Regions from separate parts of the Canis lupus genome. Here region 1 is linked to region 2. The links are chromatin contacts, called in public Hi-C maps. All regions are on one chromosome and are shown on one strand. The core of a region is the stretch at or near the end of the contact, and the rest is flanking DNA. Distances in the headings are between cores, read along the strand shown. Region 1 holds the start of BRPF3 (bromodomain and PHD finger-containing protein 3). Region 2 holds the start of MAPK14 (mitogen-activated protein kinase 14).

Region 1 (6,992 bases), core at 871-3,370, 170 kb after region 2:
ACGAATGCATTTTCCCAAGGCATCTATTCATTAACTTTAGTGGAAAAAGATAGTTCCCAATCACACAAATGGGAACTGTGCTAAATAAATTTTGTGAACATTTATCAAGAAATAGAAGTTACAAAAAAAAAAAAAGAGAAAGAAATAGTTACTAGTCATATGTATAAATGGACATAGTTCATATTTTCAAAGAACTGAAGTTCAGTATTTTTGTTTCTTTTAGTCTTCGGGGTCTCACCCCCCCCCCCCTTAACTAAAAGTAATTGTAATATTCTTTTGCCTCTGGGGCTTTCCCTTCCACAATTAATCATTTTTTATCTACACCTTCCCTCCAAATGATTATTCATTCCCCCTAGCCTTAGAACACTTGACATTAATTCATACTCCTTCAGCATCAGTTTTCAAAACATTGCCCTGCCCTTGCTTAGCTCCACGAGACACTCCCTTTTCTTTCAGAAAATTGGTTAACAGAAGAATTTTTGCTATCACTCTGCTATCACTTTGACAAGGTGCTACCATGAAATCAGAAAAACATCTTTGTAGTACAAATTAGCTTTCCTTACTTTCATCGAATCTTCAAATTCAAAACACAATATATTTAAATTCCTTGCGATAATGAACATCTATACTTCAAAAGTGGTGATATGCTCCGTTTAAACATTTGGAAGACTTGGATCCTGAGACTATCTTTCATCCTCTGACTCTAGAAGCCGTGTCCTTGATCATCAGAACCAAGCAAGAAATTGTGAAAAAGTCTCACCAGGCTACACCACCAGCGCGGGCAGAGGAAACGCTTTCAAAATATGTCATTCATCTTCACATTTTAAAGGCAGTCTATCCATACATGTCTTATACACATCATTAAATATTGGTACTTAAGACTTCAGTCATATGAGGTACGTTTTCCAATTTACAGGGGACGTGAGGGGGGGGTGGTGCCGAAGGAGTGTTCCTCTCCTTAAATTTACTTATCGAAACAAAAGCCAGTCTGATTACATCTGAAAGTCTGAGGTTGCCATTTGTCAAGAGTTTTTTTAGAAAGCCGCTTATTGCATTAAATTAACCGATTCCTAGCCAAATCAGGTTTAAGGAGAGAGTGCTGCTCCTGTCTCCAGTGACAAACGAGTTGCCAGACGTCCTTAAGTAGACTGTCAAACTTCTATGTTTACTCTTTTTAAACACATAAGGGAGAGAATAGCACCTACGAGAAGTCAGGTCTGTTTCTGCAGAAGCGCGTCCTCTGGGGAACAGACGCTCACCTGCGCACCTCAGACGGGCTTTCCCCGCCGCCCTCCCTGGCGGAGGGGATGGACATCGCTAGACCTTTGTCCTCGGGACCCGAGCGCGGCCGGGCAGGGAGGGGGACTTTCGGGGAGCAGCGCGGGCACCTGCACCCTAGGAGACTGCAGACCCGTCTGGGCTCCCGAGACCGCCGGGCGGAAGCTCTGGAGGGGCCCTCCAGCGCGGGGACGGGGTCCGTGGCCACCTGTCCCGCAGGGGCACGGGGAGGGCACGAGCGACCGCTCTAAAGAGTTAGGGATCCCCGTCTTTCCCAACCACGGGAACGGCCCCCGCTCCCTCGTGGGGCTCGCCCCGCGCGGGCTGGGCCGGGCTGAGCCTCGGCCGCGGCGGGCGCAGACCCGGTGTCCGCTCGGCGCCCCCGCCGCGTCCGCACCGCCACCGTGAGGCCGAGCCGGGGACGGTGCCCCGTGGCGGCGGCGGCCGCGGCTCCGCGCTCCTCGCCGCGCCGCCCCGGCCGCCGCCGCCGCCGCCGCCGCCGCCGCCGCCGCGCCGGGCACGGGCGGGGGGATTTTCCTCCCGTTCCCCCCTCTTTCGCGCTCTCGCTCCTGTTCAGCGGGAGAGCCCGCGGAGCCAGGGAGGGAGCGAGGGAAGGGGTGGAGGTGGCGGGGGGGAGGCCGGAGGGGCGGATCCTGCCTGGGGGCTGATCCCTCCCTCCCCTCGGCCGGGCTCCGTGGCGGCAGCGGCGGCGGCGGCGGCTTCATTCCCCCTCCTCCCCCGGGAGCGGCGGCGGCGGCCGGGCCGGGGCCCCAGCGCGGGCCGGGAGGGGGCACGGCGGTGGCCGCGGAGGCCAGCGCGGGAGGAGGCCGCGCTCCGCGCCCCGGGCCGCGCCGACCTGCTCGACGGCCGGCCCGCCCGCGCCCAGGGGCCCCGAACGGTGGGGCCGGGCCGGCGGCTGAGGTAATGGGGGTGGCAGCGGGGCCGGCCGGAGCGGGAGCGGGGGCGGGGGCGGGGGCGGCGGGGCCTAGGAGGACGAGGGACCGCGCGGGGGGGGGCGGGGAGAGGGAAGCGGGGGGCTTCCCGGGCCAGGCGGGGGCGGCGCGGAAGCGCTCTCCCGGAGCGAGGGCGGCGGCGGGGAAGGAGAAGGCGGGTGAGGGGGGAGCTGAACAGCGAGGACCCCCTCCCGCAGCCGCCATCTTGTTTCCCTCCCCCCCCCGGCCCTGGCTGGCGAGCCGCCGAGTCCCGCCCCCGCCATGTTCTCCAATTGGTCAGACCAGAGGAGGGTTCCGCCCCCTGAGCGTCCCTTGGCCCCCGGTTTCTCCTGACGGGCAGGCGAGGCGACCAATGGGCGCTCGCCTCTCTGCCCCGCTGGTTCGCTGGCGCTAGCTTTCTCTGTGTGAGGGTCGGACTCCGCGTCAGTCGGCCTCTGGTGCGCTCGCCCCCTCCCTTCAGGGGAGGCGATGTTATTTCCCTCCTTTCTCCTCGGAAGGGTCAAGATTCTTCTGGAAGAGGTGCCCCTTTAAAGGGGCAGGGGCCTTGGCAGGGGCGCTCCCTGTCTCCTGAGTCTCTGGTGGGCTACGGGGGACACAGGCTAATTGCAGAAACTCCTCGTCCTTCGGAGACCTGGGTGGGGTGGGCGAGTGGGGGCTCGGGGGTGCTGAGAGGACCTCTGGGGGCGTTGGGGTATCAGGAGGCGTGTTTGTGGCAAGGGCTGTGTGGGTTGAGAAACTCCCGCCAAGAAAACTGGACTGTAAGCTCCTTGTGGGCGAAACTCGTTTCCTCAGCAGCGGCCCTCGCCTCTCCAGAGTTGGCCTCCCGGTGCCCAGAGGCTGGGCAGGACCCAGGAGGTTTTCCGCAGATGCTCGCTGCTGGGGTGACGGCTGACCCAAGCTGCTAAGGAGGTGGCAGGCAGGGAGAAGAATATACAGCGCCTTAACAAAGGAGGGTCCACAACCTCTGTCTAAAACTTTGAGGTTAGCGTTGAGGCAGATTTTCAGGCCTGTGCGAGGATCTCCCTGCCCATGAGGGCTTGGGGGCAATGAAGCAGGACTGTTAGCCTGGGCTACCCCCCCCCCCCCCCCCCCCGAGTTGGCATTTGTCGGGCATGTAGTGGCCAAGGGCCTCTGGAACCTGGACAGAATTGCTGTGATGATTCTGTTGCCTTTTGTTCCAAATGGGGTGTGTGCCTGCCTGGCACTGTTCCTCAGCCAAGTTGTTTTTTGTTTGTTTGTGTCACACTTTTTTTTTTTAAGATTTTATTTATTCATGAGAGACACACAGAGAGAGGGGGGTAGAGAGAGAGAGGCAGAGACACAGGCAGAGGGAGAAGCAGGCTCCATGCAGGGAGCCCGACGTGGGACTCGATCCCGGGTCTCCAGGATCACGCCCTGTGCTGCAGGTGGCCCTAAACCGCTGAACCCCCTGGGCTGCCCCTCAGTCACACTTTTAAATGAAGATCTTAATACCTTATTCACATAGAGCAACCCTTAAGGGATAGATTTCATTTTCATTTTACTGGTCGAGTGTGGAGGCCCAGAGAGATGAAGTGACTTTCTCCAGGTCACACAGGGCCAAGATTAGAACCTAGATAGCCCCAGAGCCTCGTTTTGTACCAGACCATGGCATCTCTATGGTGGTCCTTCTTCCCACTGAGATGAGTTCAACACATCAGGAGATCCGGGTTTGAATTGTAGCTTCGGGTTGAGTGGCACCTTTCTGAGCTTGTTTCTTCATTTGTAAGATGGAGATGATATCTGTTCTACCTTCCAAACTAGTTGAGAGAAATGTTAAAAAGTGAAAGGGATTGGGGCACCTGGCTGGCTCAGTTGGTGGAGTGTGCAACTCTTTATCTCAGAGTCAGGAGTTCGAGCCCCATGTTGGGGGTAGAGACTAATTTTTAAAAATGTTTTAAATCTTAAAAAAGTAAAAGGGATTTGTAATCTGCAAAAGTGTGCTAAATTATCATCATCATCTCTGCTTTATAGATAAAGATGGTAGATCCTGCAACCAAGGTGACAATCTCCTTTTCTCTTTTAAATCCTCTCACTGTTGTACTTTTCCAAGTCTCTGCCTGCACCCTGGGGTACCATACCTCTAATGTCTTTCCTGGTAGTGATGGCCTCAAGTAATTGCTACCACAGCTTCTTAGGAGCTTGTCATAGTTCCTTTTACCCATAGAATGATGTGGGAAACTTTAGGGCTTTCTCCTAAAGTTTCCCACATCATTTCTCCTTGTTGCATAAGGGTAGGGTAGGTATAAGTATTTGGGGGAGAGAGGGACATTTGAGGTAACAGAATGCATTAAGAGTTTATCTCAGATATTGCCCCAATCACCTTAGCTGTAGGTCCAATGAGGATCCCAGATAGGCCACTTAAAACTTCAGTGCCACTTGGGGCCACTCCCAGAGCTTCTAGTGTTTCTGCTTAGATATACTAGTCAGTGCATCCTGAATGCTGGCTTTTCCAGAGACAACCTGCATAGGATAGTTTGAAGTCTTTAGCCTGCACATAGTAGACATTTCAGGTGCCTTCACCTCTTCATTCCTGGGTTCAGGGGATAGGGTTTCTGATCATTGTAATATGGGTTGGGAGAGGGCTTTAGACCTGTGAGGTGTTTTGTTGTTGTTGTTTGTTTTTAAGATTTTATTCATGAAAGACACAGAGAGAGGCAGAGACATAGGCAGAGGGAGAAACAGGCTCCCAGATAGAGTCCAATATGGAACTTGATCCCAGGTCCCCGGGATCATGACCTGAGCCAAAGGCAGACGCTCAACCACTGAGCCACCCAGGCATCCCAACCCGTGAGTTTTTGATCTTCTGATGGGGCCACTGGTCATAAACAGAGCTTGAAAATGGATGCTACTTTTGTTTCCTTTTTTTCTGAACCCTTGACCTCCCCCTCCTTTTCCATAGTTAGCTGTTACACAGCCTACATGCATCATTAGAACTCTAGGTGTCTCCCATGTTGTAATGATCTGTTTACTTTTCTGTCCCTTCAATTAGATGGAGCACCTAGATGGCAGGGATCATGCATGTTGGAATTTTTTTTTTTTTTTTTTTTTTTTTTGCATGTTGGATTTTGCCTTTCATTCATCTGATACTTACTGAGTGCTAACTTAGGAGCTAGCACCATCCAGGTGCTGGGAATACAACAGTGAACAAGATAGACAAAATTATTTCCCCTCACGGAGCTTACATTTCTGTGGAAGGAAGCAAACATTCATGATAAGTAGGTAAATTACATAGCATAATAAAAAATGGTGTTGTGTTACAGTGAAAAATAAAACAGAATGAGAGATTGCTAGTGAGGGAAAGAGATTGGCAGTATTAGATAAGAGTGGTCAGGCTCTCATTGAGAAGCAGTGTTTGTGAAAAAACTTGCAGGAGCAAGTTGTGTGGATGTCAGAGGGGCAGGATGTTCAGACAGAGGAAACAGTCTTCTTGGTGGCCTCTCGATCAGATGGAAGGGTGAATGAGTGCATGCCTGAACCTTCAGCTCTGCCTCCTGGTCTCTCCATAGGCCTGTCCCCTTGGTTCCCAGGTGCCATGAGGAAGCCGCGCCGGAAGTCGCGGCAGAATGCCGAGGGCCGGCGTTCCCCATCCCCCTACAGTCTGAAGTGTTCACCTACTCGGGAGACCTTAACATATGCCCAGGCCCAGCGGATCGTTGAGGTGGACATTGATGGACGCCTGCATCGAATCAGCATCTATGACCCACTCAAAATCATTACAGAGGATGAGCTGACCGCCCAGGATATTACCGAATGCAATAGTAACAAGGAAAACAGTGAGCAGCCTCAGTTCCCTGGTAAGTCCAAAAAACCCTCCTCCAAGGGCAAGAAGAAGGAGTCCTGTTCCAAACATGGATCTGGCACTTCCTTCCACCTCCCGCAACCCAGCTTTCGCATGGTGGACTCAGGCAGCCAGCCAGAAGCACCCCCACTGCCTGCTGCCTACTATCGCTACATCGAGAAGCCACCTGAAGACCTGGATGCCGAAGTAGAGTATGACATGGATGAGGAGGACCTTGCCTGGCTGGACATGGTGAACGAGAAGCGACGTGTAGATGGGCATAGTGTGGTGTCAGCAGACACCTTTGAGCTGCTGGTAGACCGGCTTGAGAAGGAGTCCTACTTGGAGAGTCGCAGCAGTGGGGCCCAGCAGTCACTTATTGATGAAGACGCCTTTTGCTGTGTGTGCCTGGATGACGAATGCCACAATAGCAATGTCATTCTCTTCTGTGACATCTGCAACCTTGCTGTACACCAGGAGTGCTATGGTGTCCCCTATATCCCTGAGGGCCAGTGGCTATGTCGCTGCTGCCTACAATCTCCCTCCCGGCCTGTGGATTGCGTCCTATGCCCCAATAAGGGTGGCGCCTTCAAACAGACCAGCGATGGGCACTGGGCGCACGTGGTGTGTGCCATCTGGATCCCTGAAGTCTGCTTCGCTAACACCGTGTTCCTGGAGCCCATTGAGGGCATCGACAACATCCCACCTGCCCGCTGGAAACTAACCTGCTATATCTGCAAGCAGAAGGGCCTGGGGGCAGCCATCCAGTGCCATAAGGTGAACTGCTACACGGCCTTCCATGTGACATGTGCACAGCGGGCTGGGCTTTTCATGAAGATTGAGCCTATGCGTGAGACCAGCCTCAATGGCACCATCTTCACAGTACGCAAGACTGCCTACTGTGAGGCCCACTCACCGCCAGGTGCTGCCACTACTAGGAGGAAGGGTGACTCCCCTGGAAG
Region 2 (6,460 bases), core at 1,213-3,712:
TTTTGTAGATTGTCACCCATCGCCCCCCATAAGGCGGGGATTTTTCTTTTTTTTTTTTTATTTTTATTTATTTATTTATTTATTGGCAGGGATTTTTCTAATGGCTGTATTATCAGTGCCTAAACAATGTGGTAGATATAGTAAGCGCTCAGTCAGTTGTAAATTCCATGTAGGCAGCAACTGTGTCTATTTTTTTTAAAGGTTTTATTTATTCATGAGAGAGAGAGAGAGAGAGAGAGAGAGGCAGAGACACAGGCAGAGGGAGAAGCAGGCTCCATGCAGGGAGCCGGACGTGGGACTCGATCCCGCGTCTCCAGGACCACGCCCTGGGCTGAAGGCGGCTCTAAACCACTGAGCCACCCTGGCTGCCCAACTGTGTCTATTTTTAAATTGCCTTTTGTCAATCAGAAGTGGCTGGCACAGAGTAGGCATTCGGTACATGTTTGTTGAAAGAGTGACTGAATGTACTGTTTAGTTCATTTTTACCCTTTCAGTCACTCCCACTTCACTATCCCAATTTGGTGGATAATCATGAATTCCTTAGGTTCATTCCTACTGCCGAGTTTCCTCCCTTGTATCCATCCACTCATCACCTTGATTGCCCACTCCCACCCGCCATTTCTTTCCAATCACATTTTTGCTTCTCGCCTCTTCCTTCAACCTTCATTACTTCTTGGAGGGCTCCCTAAACTGCAGGTAGCCTTGGAACATTTTCAAGCAGCATGTCTTCATAGGCGAGAGAATCCAGACTAAGCCACATCGGATCCTCCAAGAAAAGCTTTCCAGGAATGACCCATGACTCTGGTTTTTATTTTTGTTTTTCCTTGAGGAGAACTGAGGATCCTGCACTCTCTCCTAAGTTGAGATCATGGTCATTATTCATAATTTGTTCAATAAATATTTATGGGGTACCTATTATATTCTAGGCACTGTGCTAGGTGCTGGGACAAGATATGCAAAATCTGAGCATTCTAAAGGATGCACGACACGAAAGAGAATAATCACGGGAAGGGTTGAGAGGTGTCCTGGCTTGGACCCAGTTACTTCTAAGAGACATTGTAACAAACTTTAACAAAGGAATAAGTTGGTTACAGTGGCTGTAGGCATGGTTATATAGTATCTTGCTCACTCACACTTACTATCTTGTTCAGCTTTACAGGTAACCCTATTAGGCGCGGATGTAAGGCAGGAATTACTTTTGCAGAAGCTGGAACTAGAGTCTAAGAGAGGTCAATAGACTTGCCTAATAGGACACCCTCTGCCTTGCTCTCCTTAACCTGAGGCAAGAATCAAGCTTCAGAGCAGGATTCAGTTTCAAACCCTCAGAAGTACTCTTTTCAAAAATCCTTCTCCAAGGGGGATGCGGGAGACTTTCCTGAATCAGAACTGCCTGGAGCATATTATAAAAATGCGCGTTCTTGGCGCCTATCACCGACCTATCCACTTAGACTCCCTGTGGGTCCTGGGACTTGGCTTTTTTTTTTTTTTTTTTTTTTTAACACTCCAAGTGTTCTTTTGCACATAAACGTTTAAAGACCGTTAGGAGAGTTTGGGTGGAAAACCTCAGACTTAACGTAGAGCTAATACTTGCTTTCGGGATAGGGTCCGTCACAGTTCCGAAGATTAAGCCGTATGTCCCCGAACATGGAATAACGGCTTTCTGGCTGGAACCTTCCTTTTCCAAATGTAAGTATTTCTTGGAAGTTGGAGGTTCTGCTGAGCAGATGCTCGGCTGCTGGTGACTACCGGCAGTTCAAAGATCTTTTGGCTCTTTTCCCGACACCCTATTAGTCGCCGTCGCCTCCCGCCACGGAGCCGGGCGTTTGCCCCGCCGACCACGGTGGGGCGCACGCGGCATACGTTGCCTGCCTGTCCCTCCCTTTCCCGGGTCCGCCTTCGCGCCCTTAAGAGCAGTCCCCGAGAGTTCCTGCCTCTGGTCTCCAGCTGTTGCCCTTTTCTCGCGAGAAGTGCTCCTCCCATCCTCTCCGGTAGTCCACCCCCTCCCGTGGGCAGGTTCCATATTGGGTAAAATCTCGGCTCGCGGAGAGTCCCGGGAGCTGGTCTCGCGAGAGTACGGCTAGCGACTCCTGTTCGCTGGCTCTGGAACGGCGATCACTGGAACTTGAGCGGGCGCTGCAGCTGGAGCCGCAGTTCCGCGGCGCAGCCCGGGGTCGGCCTGGTCGGGGAGAGGGTGCAGGGAGAGCGTGGTGGGCGCAGCCCTGAGCCCCGCAGCCTGCCCCTGCCCTTCACCGGGCTCGCCCGGCAGCTGCGGCTGACAGGGGCCGCGCGCGCGGGAGTCGGCGGGGTCGCGTCTGCCGCACCTGCGCCGACTGCCAGCTCCGGGTCCCCGCCCGGCCCGGCGGGCAACGAGGGCCCGGGAGCGGGAGCGGGAGCGGGTGCGGGTGCGGGCGCAGGCGGGGCCCCTCAGGGCCACCTCCTAGCCCCGCGGCCGCCGCTGGAAGATGTCTCAGGAGAGGCCCACGTTCTACCGGCAGGAGCTGAATAAGACAATCTGGGAGGTGCCCGAGCGTTACCAGAACCTGTCCCCGGTGGGCTCCGGCGCCTACGGCTCCGTGTGGTGAGTGTCACCGGGCTTGGGTCTGCGGCGGGCTTGGTGGCCTCAGCACCCCAGAACCAGGCCTGCCCACACAGCTCAGCGATGCACCAAGCGGTAGGAATTTTCTCTGGGGGAGGGCATCGTTGCCCATTCGACCCCTGTGCTGCACGCCCGGGACCCCCTTGCACCCCTCACTCTGCACCCCCAGGGAGGCGGTCGGCTGTGTGCAGGATGCAGGTCCACGGTGGGCGGTGGTGCTGGAGCTCGGCCCTGCCTCGCACCCTGCGCAATCCCTTCTGGGGGGGTGGCTGCTCGGGGGAGGGGGGCTGGCACAGAGGCCGGGGCGTCTCTCCGGGGGTGGGGGGTGTCTCCCTGCCAGCCTCGAGCCGAAGGAGCCTCTCCGGAGGTGCAGCCACTCTGGGCGCGCGGGAGCCTGCCCTCCAAGCAGACAAGCCCGGGGGGGCTGCAGGGAGAAGCAGAAGGGCCAAGCTCTACGGGAGACTGCGAGCGTCGGAACAAAACTGACGACCAAGGGCTTTCTGCCCTGGCTTTTTTTTTTTTTTTTTTTTGCAGACCTCTTTCGAAATCTCATTTCGAGAGGCATTCTTTTCGAATTCGCACTTGCATTAGCAGCGACCCAAAGAACCGAAAATACCGACTTTATCTCGGCCAGCCTAGTGCCAGCTTGAGTTGTGTGTTTCCGATTCTGTTGAAAGCGTATTTCCTTTTCGCTGAGTGGGGGTGGGTGGTAGTGCCTGCAAGAACACTGCAGCTTGAGAAACTGGCGGCTTCACTGATTAGTCACATACCACTGCTCATTTAAGTATTGTTTGGCAAAAACAGTTTTTTCACTTGGAGCAAGTGAGATTCAGATCCGTTGGACGCGCTCAAGATCAAAGAATCATGAGCAATCTGGGGAGGTATTGTAAGTATTTCTTAATTGCAGTACATCTTGTGAATATTGTGTTTTTAAACTTCTTTAGAGAGTTCGCAGGGAACTGATCTACATTTGTAGCCTGAGGTACACGATGGTTTTCATAAGGATAGGGAATATATAGCAAAGGAAGGGAGAGACACTTCTCAGCTTTAATTCACACTGTGTTTTAAATTAAATCGATCCAATAAAATTCTTGGATCTAAAATATTTCACTAGTTTAGGTATTACACACCATATTTTAGAGTTACTGTAACTTGAGAGCTGCTGATCTGAAACTAATTCCTGTATTCATGTGAATCATTTGAAAAGGGCTCCATAAGATTTTGGGAGGGTGGGGGTGGGGGTGAGGGAAACGAATTCCAGACTTTTGGATGTGTTAATCTTTATAATTCTTGTGTTTCTTAAAGTCACATCATGAATTTCCTGTTTGCTAGAATCTTCTGGGTAATTGAGATTGTGCAATTGTGTCAAGCAACAGATCATATTGCATTTTCTAGTTCAAGCTGCGTGAGTTCATCTTGCTGATGGTCCCGTGCTTGACATCTTTTCCTCATTTTTATAATATGGCAGTTTACGTTTTAAGGGAATTTGCAACATTTTACTGTATCCATCTATATGTGTGATTGATTTGCAAATTTTCAGAGATATATTTGGATCATGGCTCCTTTAATAGCTTATTATTTTACCACTCTTTTTCATTCTGTTATGTCATAATTGACATTAATTTTCGTAGTACCAAGTTTCTGTTTCCAATGATGTTTAAACTTTAATGAAATGATACAGCAGAATAGCTCAACTATGGGGAGTTTAGTGGACCTGAAAACAACTGCTTGCAAGGTCTTCCTACTGTTGGTATGAATAGCTCTGTCCTGGAACTGCAGATTCAGATTTAGAGTGAAGTATCATAAAAATGACCTTTACATTTCCTTAGTACTATACTTTTTTGGCTTACAGAAGCCAGAAATATCTGACACTTGGAAGTGATTTTGTTAAACATATTTTAAAAAATATGTATAGAATTATATACACATTGTATAAAATTCAAAAGGCGTAAAAGGATATTTAACGAAAGGTATCCTTTCCTTTCTTGTTCTCCAACTGTGCTATTCCTTTCCTCTGAGACAGCCCCTGTTAAGTTTCTTATGTGTCTTTACAAGGAGGCAGAGCCCATTCATTTGTTTTTAGTAGTATTTCTGTTGAGGGATTTAAAGTGTGACATATGGTATATTGGTGGAAGAGAATGCATCTTATGTGTGTCAGTTGACTATGGCAAATATAATTGATTTTGGATTGAAAATATCAGAATTTAGATATACATAAGTAAGTGGCATCTCATTCAGAATTATTTGAAGTTATTCTTTCAGTTCTTTCAGATTCTTAGCAGTGTTTTGGGTGTTGCAGCAAACTTTTTTTTTTTTTTTTTTTTTAATTTCTCTTACAGCATTCTGGAGCCTGTGTTATTTTTCACTGCCATCATCCTTTAAGAACAGATTTGATTTTAGGGAATAAGAAAATCAAGCTGAATTCAAATAATTTAGAGAATTTGTACTCAAGTCTGGCGAGAAAGATTAGGCATTCAGGTTGGTCTTGTTTTAGGTCAAATAGGAGTTATAACTATAAAGTAATGACAGAATTTCTTGTGTGACTTGTAGAACTGGATCTGAAGTCTGTTCCGAAAAAGAATCTCTGAAAGCATTTTAAGGAATGCAACCTCACGCAAATATCTGTCAGTTTCCTAATTTGATTGCTCCTAAGTGTGATATACTTTGATGTATATTAAAAGTTTTTTATGTTAAGCCTATTTTCTCATTTTAATTTTCACTAAGTCTACAGTAAAAAGGCAAGCAGCAGCCTGTATGCTATGAATCCAAGATCAAGGAATCAGACTAGAAATTGAAAATTGATAAGGTTTTATTTTTTTAATTTTTCAATTTTTTAAAAAATTGATAAGGTTTTATAATATACCTTTCCTTTTTAAAAGGTAAAGGGAACTAAATAAGTCTTGCAGTTTTAAGGAACTTTGTTGCATTGTCTGTGAGGGGAAATGAAGCAAAATTGTTTAAGAATACTTTGTTGCAAAGCATTGATTTTCTGGTTTTGGGACAGAAGGAGGGACTCTTTGTGGTGAGTTTAAGGAAATATAAACAGGAACTTAAATGCCTTTCCTCTGGGTATGGTTTTTCCAGACCCTTGCTGTTGATTAGAGGAGGTGGGGCCCTGGTAGCCATAAAATAGGTAGCCATAAAATAAAAAATACTCTTAAGTCATAGTCCTTTGTTGATTCAACAACACTGAATACCAGCTACGGACTAGATAATGGGCTAGGTTTCATGAGATAGAGTGCTGAGCAAGACAGTGAGATAATCCATTCCCTCGTCAAGCTAAGTCTAATGTGAATAAAAAAACTACATTTTATGGATTGCTTACTGTTCTAGGCATTTTACTGTGTAGTTTATATTTATCACGAGTGTATTTAGCCTATGCAAGATTTTTTAGTGAGAGGATGGCAAAACTTACTAAGAAATCAAATCCAGCTTCCTAAATGCTCTGTGGAATAAGACTGTATATACATGAATATAATAAACAAAGCTAAGGTTTAGTGTTAATAGCCATTCACTGTTTTAAATCTTTTATTCTTTTCTTTTAGGATGAGCCAGGGCACAGATAAATGAAAATACATCATTATTGACTATGCAAAGATGACTTTCTTGACTCCTAATCAGTAAGAGGGGCCTGCCCTTTACTTTTCTGGTGACGATAGTAGGCCCTTACTGAACTTTCTTCCCATTTGCTTTTCTTTGTAACCGAAAGCAAGATGGTTCACTGCATGTTGCCAGTACCAACAACAAATAGATATTTAAAGATAATTGCAAATATTTATGTTATTGATATATAAACATAAAGAATTAAAAAAAATAATTCAGTCAAATTTGTTATAAAGTAATTTTTCTAATTGAATCCCATTT

The links. A called contact is a pair of places that touch in the nucleus more often than the background predicts.
Region 1: a contact with region 2 is called in a Hi-C map of blood, with 4 times the contacts expected there. The contact joins the promoter of BRPF3 here to the promoter of MAPK14 in region 2. A contact is called at or near these places in 3 of 9 Hi-C or Micro-C datasets (amygdala and blood).

The regions. Positions count from the first base shown.
Region 1 is chr12:5,491,041-5,498,032 of UU_Cfam_GSD_1.0, forward strand. It overlaps BRPF3 (bromodomain and PHD finger-containing protein 3), which reads left to right and starts at 2,121. Exons shown (of 13, transcript XR_005367613.1): 1 at 2,121-2,199; 2 at 5,759-6,992.
Region 2 is chr12:5,325,293-5,331,752 of UU_Cfam_GSD_1.0, forward strand. It overlaps MAPK14 (mitogen-activated protein kinase 14), which reads left to right and starts at 2,463. Exons shown (of 12, transcript NM_001003206.1): 1 at 2,463-2,578. The coding sequence starts at 2,463. It overlaps SLC26A8 (testis anion transporter 1), which reads right to left and starts at 1,808. Exons shown (of 19, transcript XM_038553857.1): 1 at 1,592-1,808. The coding sequence starts at 1,646.